Regions from separate parts of the Rattus norvegicus genome. Here region 1 is linked to region 2. The links are chromatin contacts, called in public Hi-C maps. All regions are on one chromosome and are shown on one strand. The core of a region is the stretch at or near the end of the contact, and the rest is flanking DNA. Distances in the headings are between cores, read along the strand shown.

The links. Hi-C and Micro-C count contacts between places; a contact is called where the count stands out from the background.
Region 1: a Hi-C map of liver shows a contact between it and region 2, with 3 times the contacts expected there. The contact joins two enhancer-like sites. A contact is called at or near these places in 9 of 12 Hi-C or Micro-C datasets (the A7r5 cell line, Schwann cells, frontal cortex and 5 more) and 1 of 1 datasets of contacts at active chromatin or transcription factors (oligodendrocytes).

The regions. Positions count from the first base shown.
Region 1 is chr5:79,216,661-79,223,479 of GRCr8, reverse strand. No RefSeq gene overlaps it. Among named protein-coding and RNA genes, the nearest start is that of Hsdl2, 19 kb to the left of the region's middle. Within about 2 kb of position 4,794, at least 6 of the 93 cell types and tissues checked have an H3K27ac peak or open chromatin away from gene starts, as enhancers often do. A contact at or near this core is called in hepatocytes and liver, where this site is marked.
Region 2 is chr5:79,017,510-79,023,889 of GRCr8, reverse strand. The region is part of intron 6 of Susd1 (sushi domain containing 1); the gene reads left to right. Among named protein-coding and RNA genes, the nearest start is that of Susd1, 50 kb to the left of the region's middle. Within about 2 kb of position 2,714, at least 45 of the 93 cell types and tissues checked have an H3K27ac peak or open chromatin away from gene starts, as enhancers often do. A contact at or near this core is called in hepatocytes and liver, where this site is marked.

The DNA of each region.
Region 1 (6,819 bases), core at 3,545-6,044, 200 kb before region 2:
CAACTTCAGCAAAGTGACTGGGTATAAAATTAACCCAAACAAATCAGTAGTAGCCTTCCTCTATTCAAAGGATAAACAGGCTGAGAAAGAAATTTGGGAAATGACACCCTTCACAATAGTCCCAAATAATATAAAATACCTCGGTATGACTCTAACCAAGCAAGTGAAAAATCTGTATGACAAGAACTTCAAGTCTCTGAAGAAAGAAATTGAAGATCTCAGAAGATGAAAAGATCTCTCATGCTCAGAGATTGGCAGGATAATATCCTAAAATGGCCATCTTGTTGAAAGCAATCTACAGATTCAATGTAATCCCCATCAAAATTCCAACTCAACTCTTCATAGAGTTAGGAAGAACAATTTGCAAATTCATTTGGAATAACAAAAACCCAGGATAATGAAAACTATGCTCAACAATAAAAGAACTTCCAGGGGAATCACCATCCCTAATCTCACGCTGTATTACAGAGCACTAGTGATAAAAGAAAAAAAAAACTGTATGGTATTGGTACACAGACAGGTAAATCAATGGAATAGAACTGAAGACCCAAAAATAATCCCCACACATCTATGGTCACTTAATCTTTGGCAAAGAAACCAAAACCAGCTAGTGGAAAACAGACAGCATTTTCAACAAATGGTGCTGGTTCAACTGGTAGCCAGCATTTAGTAGAAAGCAAATCATTCCATTCTTTTCTTTTTGTACAAAGCTCAAGTCCAAGTTGATCAAAGACCTCCACATCAAACCAGATATACTAAAAATAATAGAAGAAAAAGTGAGGAAGAGTCTCAAACACATGGCAGAGGGGGAATTTTCCTGAACAGAACACCAATGGCTTATGTTCTAAGATCAAGAGTCAACAAACGGGATCTCATAAAACTGCAAAGCTTCTGTAAGGCAAAGGACACTGTCAATAGGACAAAACAGCAATCAATAAATTGGGAAAAGATCTTTTCCAATCCTACATCTGATAGAGGGCTAATATCCAATATAGAAAAAGAACTCAAGGGGGTTGGGGATTTAGCTCAGTGGTAGAGTGCTTGCCTAGCAAGCGCAAGGCCCTGGGTTCGGTCCTCAGCTCCGGAAAAAAAAAAAAGAAAAGAAAAGAAAAAGAAAAAGAACTCAAGAAGTGAGACTCCAGAGAATCAAATACCCCTATTTAAAAAATGGGGTCCAGAACTAAACAAAGAATTCTAAACTGAGGAATATCAAATGGCCATGAAGCATCTAAACAAATGGTCAACATCGTTAGTCATCAGGGAAATGCAAATCAAAATAACCCCAAAATTCCACCTCACACCACTCAGAATGGTAAGATAAAAAACTCAGGTGACAGCAGATGCTGTCAAGGATGTGGAAAAAGAAGAACACTCCTCCATTGTTGGTGGGATTGCAAGCTGGTAATCAATCCGGAGGTTCCTCAGAAAATTGGACATAGTACTATTCCCAAAAGATGCTCCAACACACAACAAAGACACATGCTCCACTATGTTCATAGTGGTCTTATTTATAATAGCCAGAAGCTGGTAAGAACCCAGATGTCCTTCAACAGAGGAATGGATACAGAAAATGTGTTACATTTACACAATGGATTACTACTCAGCTATTAAAACCAATGACTCCATGAAATTCTAAGGCAAATGAATGGAACTAGAAAATATCATCCTGAGTGAGGTAGCCCAGTTACAAAAGAATACACATGGTATGCACTCACTGATAAGTAGATACTGGCCCAAAAGCTCAGATACAATTCACAGACCACATGAAGCTCTAGAAGAAAGATGACCAAAGTGCAGATGCTTCACTCTTTCTTAGAAGGGGGAACAAAAATATTCATAGGAAGAAATACAGAGACAAAGTTTGGAGCAGAGACTGAAGGAAAGGCCATCCATGTACTGACACACATGGGGTTCCATCCTTCATGCAGTCACAAAACCCAGTCACTATTGGGGATGCCAAGAGGTGCATGCTGACAGGAGCCTGATATAGCTGTCTCCTGAGAGGCTCTGCCAGAGCCTGACAAATACAGAGGCAGATGCTTGTAGCCAACCACTGGACTGAGCACGGGGTCCCCAATGGAGGAATTAGAGAAAGGACTGAAGGAGATGAAGGGGTTTGCAACTCCATAGGAAAAACAAAAATATCAACCAACCAGACACCCCAGAACTCCCAGGGACTAAATCCCCCAACCAAAGAGTACACATGGAGGGACCCATGGCTCCAGCTGCTTATGTAGCAGAGGATGACCTTATTGGGCATTAATGGGAGGAGAGGCCTTGGGTCTTGGGAAGGCTTCATGCCCCAGGGTAGAGAAATCCCAGGGCAGGGCGGTGGGAAGGAGTGGGTGGGTTGGTAGGTGGCTCGGGAAGCACCCTCATGGAGGCAGGGGATAGGAGGATGGATTAGGAGGTTTCCAGAGGGGAACCCGGGAAGGAGGATAACATTTGAATTGTAGATAAAGAAAATATACAAGAAGATAGAAAAGTAAAAATAAAACTGATGTATGATTCACCAGCTACAACTCCAGCAAATTAAAGAGAGGCTCGTGCGCCTGCCACTGTACTGGTAGCAGCATTATTTACAATAACCAAAGGTTACAAGTGTTTGTTCTTTGGTGGGAATGGTAAGCCTACTGTAGCATGTGCATGTCGTGTAGTATCAGTCTTGTTTGCTTGCTTGCTTGCTTGTTTGTTTGTTTGTTTGAAACAAGGTCTCTCTATGTAGTCCTAGCATCCTGGAACTCACTATGTATGTATACCAGGCTGGCCTCAAACTCACAGCGATCCTCCTGCCTCTGTCTCCCAACTTTTGGCATTCAAGGCATGCACCACTACTCCCCATGGGGAATCATGGAGTTGACCCAGTCTAGCTGCCTTGAGAGGCATTATAGAGTTTTCAGGTTAGAGTACATGGCTCCTGGGGCACTATGTGACTTCATACTCCTCAGTCAGTGAAGCCTTCAGACCAATCTGTGTTTCTCTGTATGTTTCCTTGGTAGCCAAGGAAGGACAGAAGTCTGACGGGACCATTGGTCTTTGACATTCATCTTTTTTAAAGAGTTATTATATATAAGTACACTGTAGCTGTCTTCAGACACACCAGAAGAGGGCATTAGATCCCATTACGGATGGTTGTGAGCCACCATGTGGTTGCTGGGATTTGAACTCAGGACCTCTGGAAGAGCAGTCAGTGCTCTTCCCTTAGACGTTAATCTTGTGTGCCCTGCACAGCTTGCATCACTGTATCCTGGCAACCATACCTGAATTGATCCTGGCAACTGCCATTATATTTTGTTTCTAATAAGGGTATACAAAGTCTGATTGCTATCAATAAAACTGTCACAGCCTCTGTCTTGCTGTGGCCCCTCCAACCCAAGCCTGGTTTAATTTTTTGCTGGCCATGTCAGGTGACCTCAGCTAGGTAGGTAAGCATGGGTGTTCATAATTCCCAGTCATGCTACACAGTTTTAAGCAGTAAGGACGTGCTAGCACATGCTGCAACATGAATGAACTTGAAAACCTTAAGTTAATAGGGCCATCCATCGTAAGAAACAAATGCTATGTAACTGCAGTTATATGAGACATGTAAAGTCATTAAATATAGAAAGGAGACAGAGAGATGGTGTTTGCCCAGCATTGGTGAGAGGCGAAATGAGGAATCATTGCTTAATGGGTACAGAATTTGAGTTTTAGAATTTTGTTTTTTAAAATACTGTAGATGGATAGATGATGGACTTGCTCTCATTCAGCTGTGAACTTAATAAAGGTCAAGATAGGGCACTGAGTATGAAACTTAGGGTTAGAGCCATTCCAGGATGTATGCCACCCTGGGTGAGTTTAATTCCCTGCACTGGGAAAAATGGGTTTTTATTTAATACATTTTCTCACTTTTGCCACCATTAAAAGAATAAAGTAATTTTGAAGTGTTTTGCTCACAAGTTGTTTGCTTGCATATTGTAATATACTCCATGCATGCATTTTTCTTGGAGGCCCAAAGGGGGCGTCAGATTCCCAGACCTGGTGTTAGGATAGCTGTGAGCCACTGTGTGGGTGCTGAGAATTGAACCCTGGTCCTCTGTAAGAGCAGCCAGTGCTCTTAACCACTGAGTCGGCTCTCCAGCCTCCCCAAAATAAAATAATTAGAAGAAGAGGAGGAGGAAGAGGAGGAGAAGGAGAAGAAGGAAGAAGAGGAGAAGGAGGAGGAAGATGAGGAAGAAGAAGAGGAGTAGGAGGAGAAGAAGGAAGAACAGGAGAAGGAGGAAGAACAGGAGGAGGAGGAGGAGGAAGAGGAAGAGGAGGAGAAAGCAGCAGCAACGCAGTCGTCTGTCTCGGTGACGTATCTGTGATCCCAGTTTCTTGGAAAGGAGAAGAGTTACAAGACCAAAAGCCGCCTGGGCTACGTAGGGAGCTCAAGGGCAACACTGAGCAACTGAGTAGGAGTCTGTCTGAGAGCCACACAACATGTCCCAGAACACGACCAAACCGTAGAATGTACAACATCACACAGGAAAAGTGGTGTAAACCTCAGACTTGGCAGCCATGCCAGTGTCGGCTCATTGATTGCATCGACTCTGACACGCCAGTTTGGGGTGTTAATGATAAAAAGGACATACAGGTCAGTGACTGATCTTCACTGCCAACTGACTTCAGAATCACCATGGAAACATGTCTCTGAATGTTGCCTGTGAGGCGTTTATAGAAAAGTTTAACTGAGGAAGAGGGACTCACACTGATTGGGTAGCCCAGTTTCATGGGCTGGGCTCTTAGGCTGAGTCAAAAGAAGAAAATAATGCGAACCTCATCGTTCCTCTCTCCTCTTCCTGGCTTTGGATACAGTGTAACCAGCTGCCTTCCCCACGGGCATGGACTATGAGCCAAAATAAACCTTTCCCCGGATGTTTCTGTCAGGCCCAGCAACAGTTAAAGCATCAGCGCAGGAGGAAACCTGTGCTTTCTGCTCAGCTTTCTGATGAGCATCAGACCGCTCTTTAAATGTCTATTCTGTTAAACAACAGCAACAGAAACTAATAAGGGGCTGGAGAGATGGCTCAGCGGTCAGGAGCACTGACTGCTCTTCCAGAGGCCCCGAGTTCAAATCCCAACAACCACACGGTGGCTCACCACCATCTGTAATGGGATCTGACACCCTGTTCTGGGGTGTCTGAAGACAGCATACTCACATACATAAACTAAATAAATCTTCAAAACGAAAAGACAAAACTAATGTAGTGCTAGCATAAAGGAGGCGTGTGGACCAGTGCAGTGGACTTAGAGCAGAGAAATAAACCCATCTGTGCAGTGGACTTAGAGCCGAGAAATAAACCCATCTGTTGGCAGTTGCTTTCATAGAGTATACAGGTATCATTTGGTTTGAACCAAAAACATACTGTATTACAAGGATGCTAAGATAACCAGAAACCCACGTATATAAAACTAGATCCCACCTTCACACTCCATAGGGGGAAAATTGGCATACACCGCTCAAAACCCTAAACGTAAGAACTAGAACTCTGAAGTTCTTAGAAGAACACCCGGGGGGGTTGGGGATTTAGCTCAGTGGTAGAGCGCTTGCCTAGCAAGCGCAAGGCCCTGGGTTCGGTCCCCAGCTCCGAAAAAAAAAGAAAAAAGAAAAAAAAAGAACACCCAGAGGTAAACACTCATAGCCTGGAGTTGTTTTGACTCAGCAACAGAAGCACAAGCCAGAAGAGAGATAGAAGGTATAGGGGTCAAGCAGATTAGCACTTCTTAGGTAGAGGGGCCTCAAGTTACAGGATTGTCAACCCGCTTGCTGCCCCTTACCTGGTACTAAGTAAACTTATTTTCTCCCTAACAACTGCGCCCCCCATTTTCATGTCTGTGTGAGTTATATGTTCTTTTTTTTTTTTTTTTTTTTTTTTTTGGTTCTTTTTTTCGGAGCTGGGGACCGAACCCAGGGCCTTGCACTTCCTAGGCAAGCGCTCTACCACTGAGCTAAATCCCCAACCCCGAGTTATATGTTCTTACATGTGTGGTGGTATAATTATGTGGTGCACATGTGTTTGTGTCCATGTGGTGGCTAAAGGTTGATGCCCTTGAGGCAATGTCTCTCAATCAAACCCAGAGCTCACCAGAAGAACAGGGCTAATCTTCCTAGTCAGTTTGCCTGGGAACGAAGGCTGGAATTACAGGCAGGTTACCATGCCTGCCTGAGGCCTCTGAGCGACTTTTTCAGCCACTCTCAAAACGTGCTATCAAGGAATGGAAAAACAGCTGGGCATGGTGGGACACAGCTGTCCTTCGAGCACTAGGGAGAGGAGGTAGGTGGATTGGGAACTCAAGGCCATTCTTGACTTCACAGTGAGTTTGGTACCAGCCTGCTCACATGACACCCCCCACCTAGAAAAGAAAAGAGCAAATTGGAAGATCAATCTAGGGGCTGGGGATTTAGCTCAGTGGTAGAGGGCTTACCTAGGAAGCGCAGGCCCTGGGTTCGGTCCCCAGCTCCGAAAAAAAGAACCAAAAAAAAAAAAAAAAAAAGATCAATTTATAGAATACCCAACCAGATTTAACATCTTCTACCAGATAAACACCTAGAACCTAGCATTTATGAAAAAACTGGCAATGTAGCAAGAAAGATAACTGGCCGTATAGTTTAAAATGGGCAAGGGGGGGGGGGGCACTGTAATGACTTCATGGGTAAAAGCACTCACTGCCAAGCCTGACCACCTGAGTTTAAATGCACCTGATGGAAGGGGAGAACTGGGCTTCTGCAAGCTGTAGTCACTGTGGCACACAGGTACACGTAGTTTCAAAAAGTGATCAGTGGGTAGGTGGGTGGGT
Region 2 (6,380 bases), core at 1,465-3,964:
TTTACCTGGAACAGCACCAGAAGGGGTGTGGCTGCCTCCCTCTGGGTCACACTCACCTCTGCCATTTACTAGGGTAGGCATTTGGCTTCGGATTTATCAGCTTAACCGTGATGATGTAGGAGGAGGATTGGGAAAATAACATACGGAGGGAATTTTACACACCCATCTTTTGAAACACCGTAGTTCACAGTATGTGTGTGTGTGTGTGTGTGTGTGTGTGTGTTTTACCGTCTCCTCTTAGCCAGCTGAGATAAAGCGACTCTATGAACCATTTCCTTGGAGGAGTGTATACTCTTGACACATTTTGATATGACAGCTTTTCAGACAAAAGATGACAAAATCCAAGGAGTTAAGTTTTATTTAACTGCATGATACTGGTTTGTTTTCAGTATGGAATCCATGGGTATTATATACGTCCACACCATGGTAGAACCGGTCTCCAGGACTTCTTTTCTTTTCTTTTTTTTTCAGAGCTGGGGACCGAACCCAGGGCCTTGTGCTTGCTAGGCAAGTGCTCTACCACTAAGCTAAATCCCCAACCCCCAGAACTTATTTTCTAAAACTGGAGCCCATCACTCCTCCTCCCCACAGCCGTTGGCACCCTGCCATTTGCCTTTGTTCTCACAGGAATTTGACTACTTTAGGCACCCCATGGAAGTAGAGTCATGAAATACTTATTTCCCTTAGCATGATACTGCTAAGGTACACCAACAATATAGGATATGTCATTTTCCTTACTTTTAAGCAGTGAAGAGTATTCTATTGTATACATACATGCATACATACAACACTATCTTTTAAATCATAGTTTTCATTTTTCTGTGTGTGTGTGTGCGTGCGTGCGCGTGCACAGGTGATTTCTACCTGTGTGTGCAAGTGCACATGGATGCCAGAAGACAGCCTAGTCTCAATGTTGTTCCTAAGGACCTCCACCTTTTTTTCTTTTCTTTCTTTTTGAGACAGAATCTCTCATTGGCCCAGAGATTAATTGGCCCAATTAGATTAATCTAGCTGGCCAGTGAAGCCCAGGGATCTGTCTGTATCTGTCTTCTCAGCACTAAGACTATGCAAGTAAGCCACCATGACCTACGTTTTTATGGAGGTTCTGGGTGTTGAACTCCAGACCTCACACTTGCTTGATAAGCACCAATGGTCCGAGCCAATTCGCCATCCCTATGAGAGAAATTTGATGACATCCATCCTGCCCATCTGTTCATCCCAAAGATATATATGTATATTTAGTGTACTCTATGTGCAAAGCACTACGTTTTTGGAATTTACAGTGTGGTAGAAGAACCAGCTTTCTCCTGAGGAAATGCAGGTTCACATGTCCTTGCAATGGTTTGTAAATAAATTCAAAGCATCATAGGCTGCTGAAACCTGTGGGGAAGGAACTCTTGGAGGAGACAGACAATTCTTACATTCAGCTATCACCATCGTATATTCAAAAGGTGTAGGCTGTGGAGTGGGGAGGAAACAGAAGATGAGAATTCAGAGATCTAGGCCACCTCATTTCGGAGATGTCTCCCTGGGTGAGCAGGGAAGCAAGAACAAGCCAGTACCATCTTGCATTTTCTCTAAAGCCAACCTCCCTAGACTGATGGTCTCTCTAACTTAGCATCGCCTCTCTGGCAGCACCTCCAGGACTTACCCGGAGGATGTAAGACAGCTCTCTCCCAGAACTGTTCCCCAAGAAATGGCTCCATAAGAGAGCTGGGTATCGCTGTGGTCTCGCTGCCCAAGGTCCTCTGCTGCCACCATTCAGAATTCAGTGGGGGCACAAGGATTAGTCACTCCATGAAAAACCAGGGGATCTGCGCGGGGCACAGTAAGCTATTAATTAGCTGATCCTTTTGCAGCACTTTGAAGAGCAAACATGTTATGTAACCGCTAATTATAATTACTGTCCTCAGCCCTCCACCTTTTACTAAGTCTGCAGCTCCAGCTGCAGCTGTTTCCCTGGGCTTATGCAAGCTTTGATTTCAGGAGAGAAAAAGGCATTCTCCCCGGGAGTGAGGCTCTTTCTGTGAGGAGGCTTGTGTGCCCTCGATCAGGATTGGCAGCTAAATTCGATTTTCACAGATAAAGGGAGGGATTTGCATGCTGATTAATTCATGCTTCTGTGCAGATCATCTCTGGAGGGGAAGGCTGGAGAAGCTTCTGGAAATGGAGCAAGAGATGTGGTTGTCATGGTTCTTGCTTGGCTGCTCCCTCTTTTCCCAGTTTTTCCTCAACCTTAAGCCATCCCGAATCCCCCAGTGTGTTTTTATTTTATTGTGTTTCACGGTTCACCTCTTCCCCTGCCGTCATCTTCCCTTGAATTCCCTCCGTCTACCCCTCTGTCTATATGCCTGTGTTTAATTTCTGACTGGGTAGGACGGATTATCTGTACACAGATTGTTTAGATTGCTTTAAAGTATCTTTGAAAGCCCCGTGCCTCTGTGTTAGTGGCTCAGATCTGTAATGTTTTTTAATAGAGTGTGAACTCTTAACAAGGTGGTAGGACTTTTTCCTCTAAGGCCAGTTTGAACTGGAAACTCCAGACAGCTGGGAATTAGGCAACTACTTTAGTGTCTGGAAAAACCCGAGGTGGAAGCTTCACATTAATGACTCAGTTTTACTTCAAGATCAAAGAGGCTGATTTGTTCTTGATAAGGCTGTCCCTGGCTCCCATTCTACACAGGTCATTTACCTTTCATGTTTCCAGTCTGGGTTAATAATTACAAGGTTAACACTCCACACTCGGTCAGTCCATCACTCCATGCTCTTAGGAGAGCAACAACTCTGTCGAAACACAGACTGTTGTTCTCCCAGGAACCTTTCTGCATCCCACAACCTGCCCCCGGCACTACTGCGAATGCTACCAAGCTCCTGTTACCCGCTGTCCCTCCTTGGCTGTCAGCCCTTCTCACCAGCCTAGCCAGTGCTTGCTTGAAGCACGTACGTTTTAAGTGGGAAGCAAGGGCTGTCTGGGATGAATGGGCACAGTACTGCATTAGCCACCGCTGGGCTGGGTCTGAGGATGTACATGACACTCATCGCTACCAATATCATTGCTGGGATCCTGCACACCAGCTGCCACACCCAGGGTTCCCTTGGGGACCCTAGTGCTTGATCTCATTTTACCCTCGAAACCTGTAAAGCAAGTATTTTCAGTTCAGTGATCTGAGACTCATGGAGGTTGAGCAATTTCCTTAGGGTCATTCTGTAACCAGTGCTCGACGGAGTTCTGATTTGAACTCAAGCCTGGAAGCCGTGGAAGCCCTCACTTGCCTGTTCATGCTGTCCCACGATTGAATTGTTTGCATGCCACCCTGACGACCTTTGATATAACTAAAGAATTATCTTCACAGCTTGTTTTTCTTAAGTAGCATATATGTAATTATATATATACACACATATATTCACAGATTTTACACACGCAGGCGTATTTAGGGGTTTTGCTACGTTGCTCAGGCAAGTCTTAAATTCCTGTTCTTGAGAGGTCTCCCTGCCCTAGTCTCCCAAGCTAAGTCTATGGACACACATCACCACGCCTGGGAGACAATCTTAGTTTTAATACACCAATCAAGGATTCTTTGTAATACAAGGTATATCATGACTCTGATGAGGTAGATGTGTTTTCCTAAAGTGCACAAAAACTAATACCCAGGGAACAATAAACATTTATTCATGTGCCACGAATATCACCGTAAAGTGTGTAATTTACTTTAGTGGTTTAGGCATGATGCTTTTACCCACTTTACCTGACTTTACCTTAGGGCTGAACACAAAGGAAGGAGGCGTAGGGCTGTTTATAGGCAAGCACACATCTGTTCCGTGATGTGTCCCCGTGCCTTGCTGCCACAGTCATCAAGTGTGCCTGCTTTGCAGTCTGCTTGGGAATGGCCTCAGAGTTTGGCTGTGGCCTCTGTCATAAGATCATCGGATCTTTTTTGGAGTCAGGAACTGTTTAGACTGGAGACAATATTGAACGTATCCACCTGAATTCATTCTTTCTGTGTTTTCAAAACCCAAAGAGGGGCCCACGTTGTAAACCAGGAGAGTAAACTAGACTGGTCCCCGATGACCCTGTACAGTGGGTCTTCTGAGAGAGTTTCCTTTCCTTCCCTTGTTATCTCTGCCTATCATGGAAGGGGAATTAGCATTACCTTCTCCTTACCATCTAGCTGCTAAACCCATGTGCTGTCCTAACCCTACCTAACCCTTCTATACTTTAGTGTTGCTGATCACCCATTCATTTGTCTAACCAATCAATCAGATAAGAAGACACGTTGTGAATGTCTTTGTCTAAGTCATTTGTTAGGTTTAAAGAGATAAGTGCAGCTTTTGCAATGACCAAGTTTCACTCTAAGAAGTAGACATTAAATAACTGATTAAAAATACAGTAAATGCCACACAGAGAAATACTAGATGTTAACTGAATATCAAAAAAAATCCACATATATGTGTGCTATACATATACCCATATACTATATTTGTACAAGTACCCTACACAAACGGGATAAAGTAAAGCCAAGCTGAATATTTTATTATCCCAAATCCAGTACAGGTTCAATAGGACCTTGTAGGGCCCTTCTTTGTGTCACACTGGAGATGCCTGTATGTCCTAGAGCTAGACAGACCCAAGGCCTGTTCTCCCTACTTCTGACCAATGTCAAACCCCAAGTCTAAGCTTGACTGGGACTGTTTCACTAAGGAAAAGGGATGCAGAGTGGGAGAGAGGGAGGTTGCCTTTGCTAGGGTGGAAGTGAAGGAGGTTGACCTTGCCTCTTGGCCTTAATGACGTGCTGTACCCTCCCTGGATGGAGTGAGGAAGCAGACTGAGAGTGGAGGGGGGCCACACTCCCCACCGTCCTTCGCTTCCTGAGCATACTTTCTCTTAGGGACTCGTCTCAGCCCCCCTGTCCCCCACACTGCCCTTGTCTGAGGGTCTTCTTGGATATCAGGGATCTGCACTGAGCCCCTCTCTGTGACCTACTTGGATGTCTTACTTTCACCCGCCCACGTCTTCTGTTTCTATGCACAACCCATGGCTTTTTGGGCCGTTTTTCCATTGGACAGTAAACAGATAACTCATATCTGACATGTCCTAAATGCAGTTCATTGCTCTGTCTCTTCTTGTGCTTCTGAGGAAAACAGTGAAGGGCCATTCATTCAGATTCTTGGGCTCAAAGGCTGGCATTCAGCCTGGACTTCTCTCTGTCCTTCCTCCCTCACCTCCCAGTCCTCTCCTTCAGAGTTGTTTCTTGTTTTATAATACAGCACCCAGATTTTATCCTGTAGCCTCTTGATTACTTTAGCGAAGAGGCTCCTAGCAGGGGAGTCTGACGCACACGTCTAATTGCGAGTCTGGACTCTGTCCCTCATGTCGCCTTACCCTTGCAGGTTACTTAACATCCAAGCCTTGGGACCGTAAGCTGGACATGGCTCTGTCCAGCCAGGATGTTTTGAAGGTTAAAGTCCTGTGCATACTCTCTGGTCCATAGTTATAACTTAATAAGTGTTCGTTCTATTACTGCTTCTTATGACTGCTGGGAGAATGAAATCAGGCCTGGGAAGAGCAGTCTGAGCCTGACATATAGTTGTTGTTGTTGAGGAAATAGCATTATATTCTATTTTATGACCTCCGGTCCTTCTGCACCCTAATGCTTCCTTTCGAATGGAAAATGGTCCCCATCATTATCCTGCAGCTTGCCTCTGCTCAGAGTGTCTGTCCACAATCTGGCAAGCAAGCCCTTCCCCGGCTGCATCCTGTGCTTCCTCCGCAGCCTCGCTTCTGTACCTAGCTGACATTTGTTTCACTGGCCTGATACTCAGACTCACTCTTCTCCCTGCCCCCCTCTCCCCACTACTCTACAGCTACTTATGTTCCAAGGCTGCGCCCGCCATGAAACTGAATTTCCCGGGTCTTCCGGGTCCTCCTCCTTTGTGCCCTTCTGTGTTTGTGTGAAGCCTGTGGTGCTGTGGACCGTGGGTTGATTGCCTGCCGCTGCGTTTGCTCCTTCCACTAAGCAACGTGCTTCTTGAGGGAAGAACTGATGGTCTAGTCTTCTTCACAGTCCAGTGTTTGACACAGGAGGATGCCTGTCATTGGGTAGCAATGCTCTTAGTCATGGGCAGTAAGTGACAGAGGAGACCAGACCGAACAAGACTTTTGTATGCTTTTTTCTCTTATCTCTTTGTTTTTGATTTTTATGGCACTTGTTTTCTTAGTTGTGTGTATGTGTCGGTGCGTGCAGAGGTCAGAAGCCAACTTACGGGAGTATTGTTTCCTCCTCACGGTTTTGAGGATCAAACTCAGGTCATCCTCCTGCTGGCAGGCGCCTTTATCCACTCAACCATCTTGTCAGTCCCTATGCGATTTTCAATTATTGGCA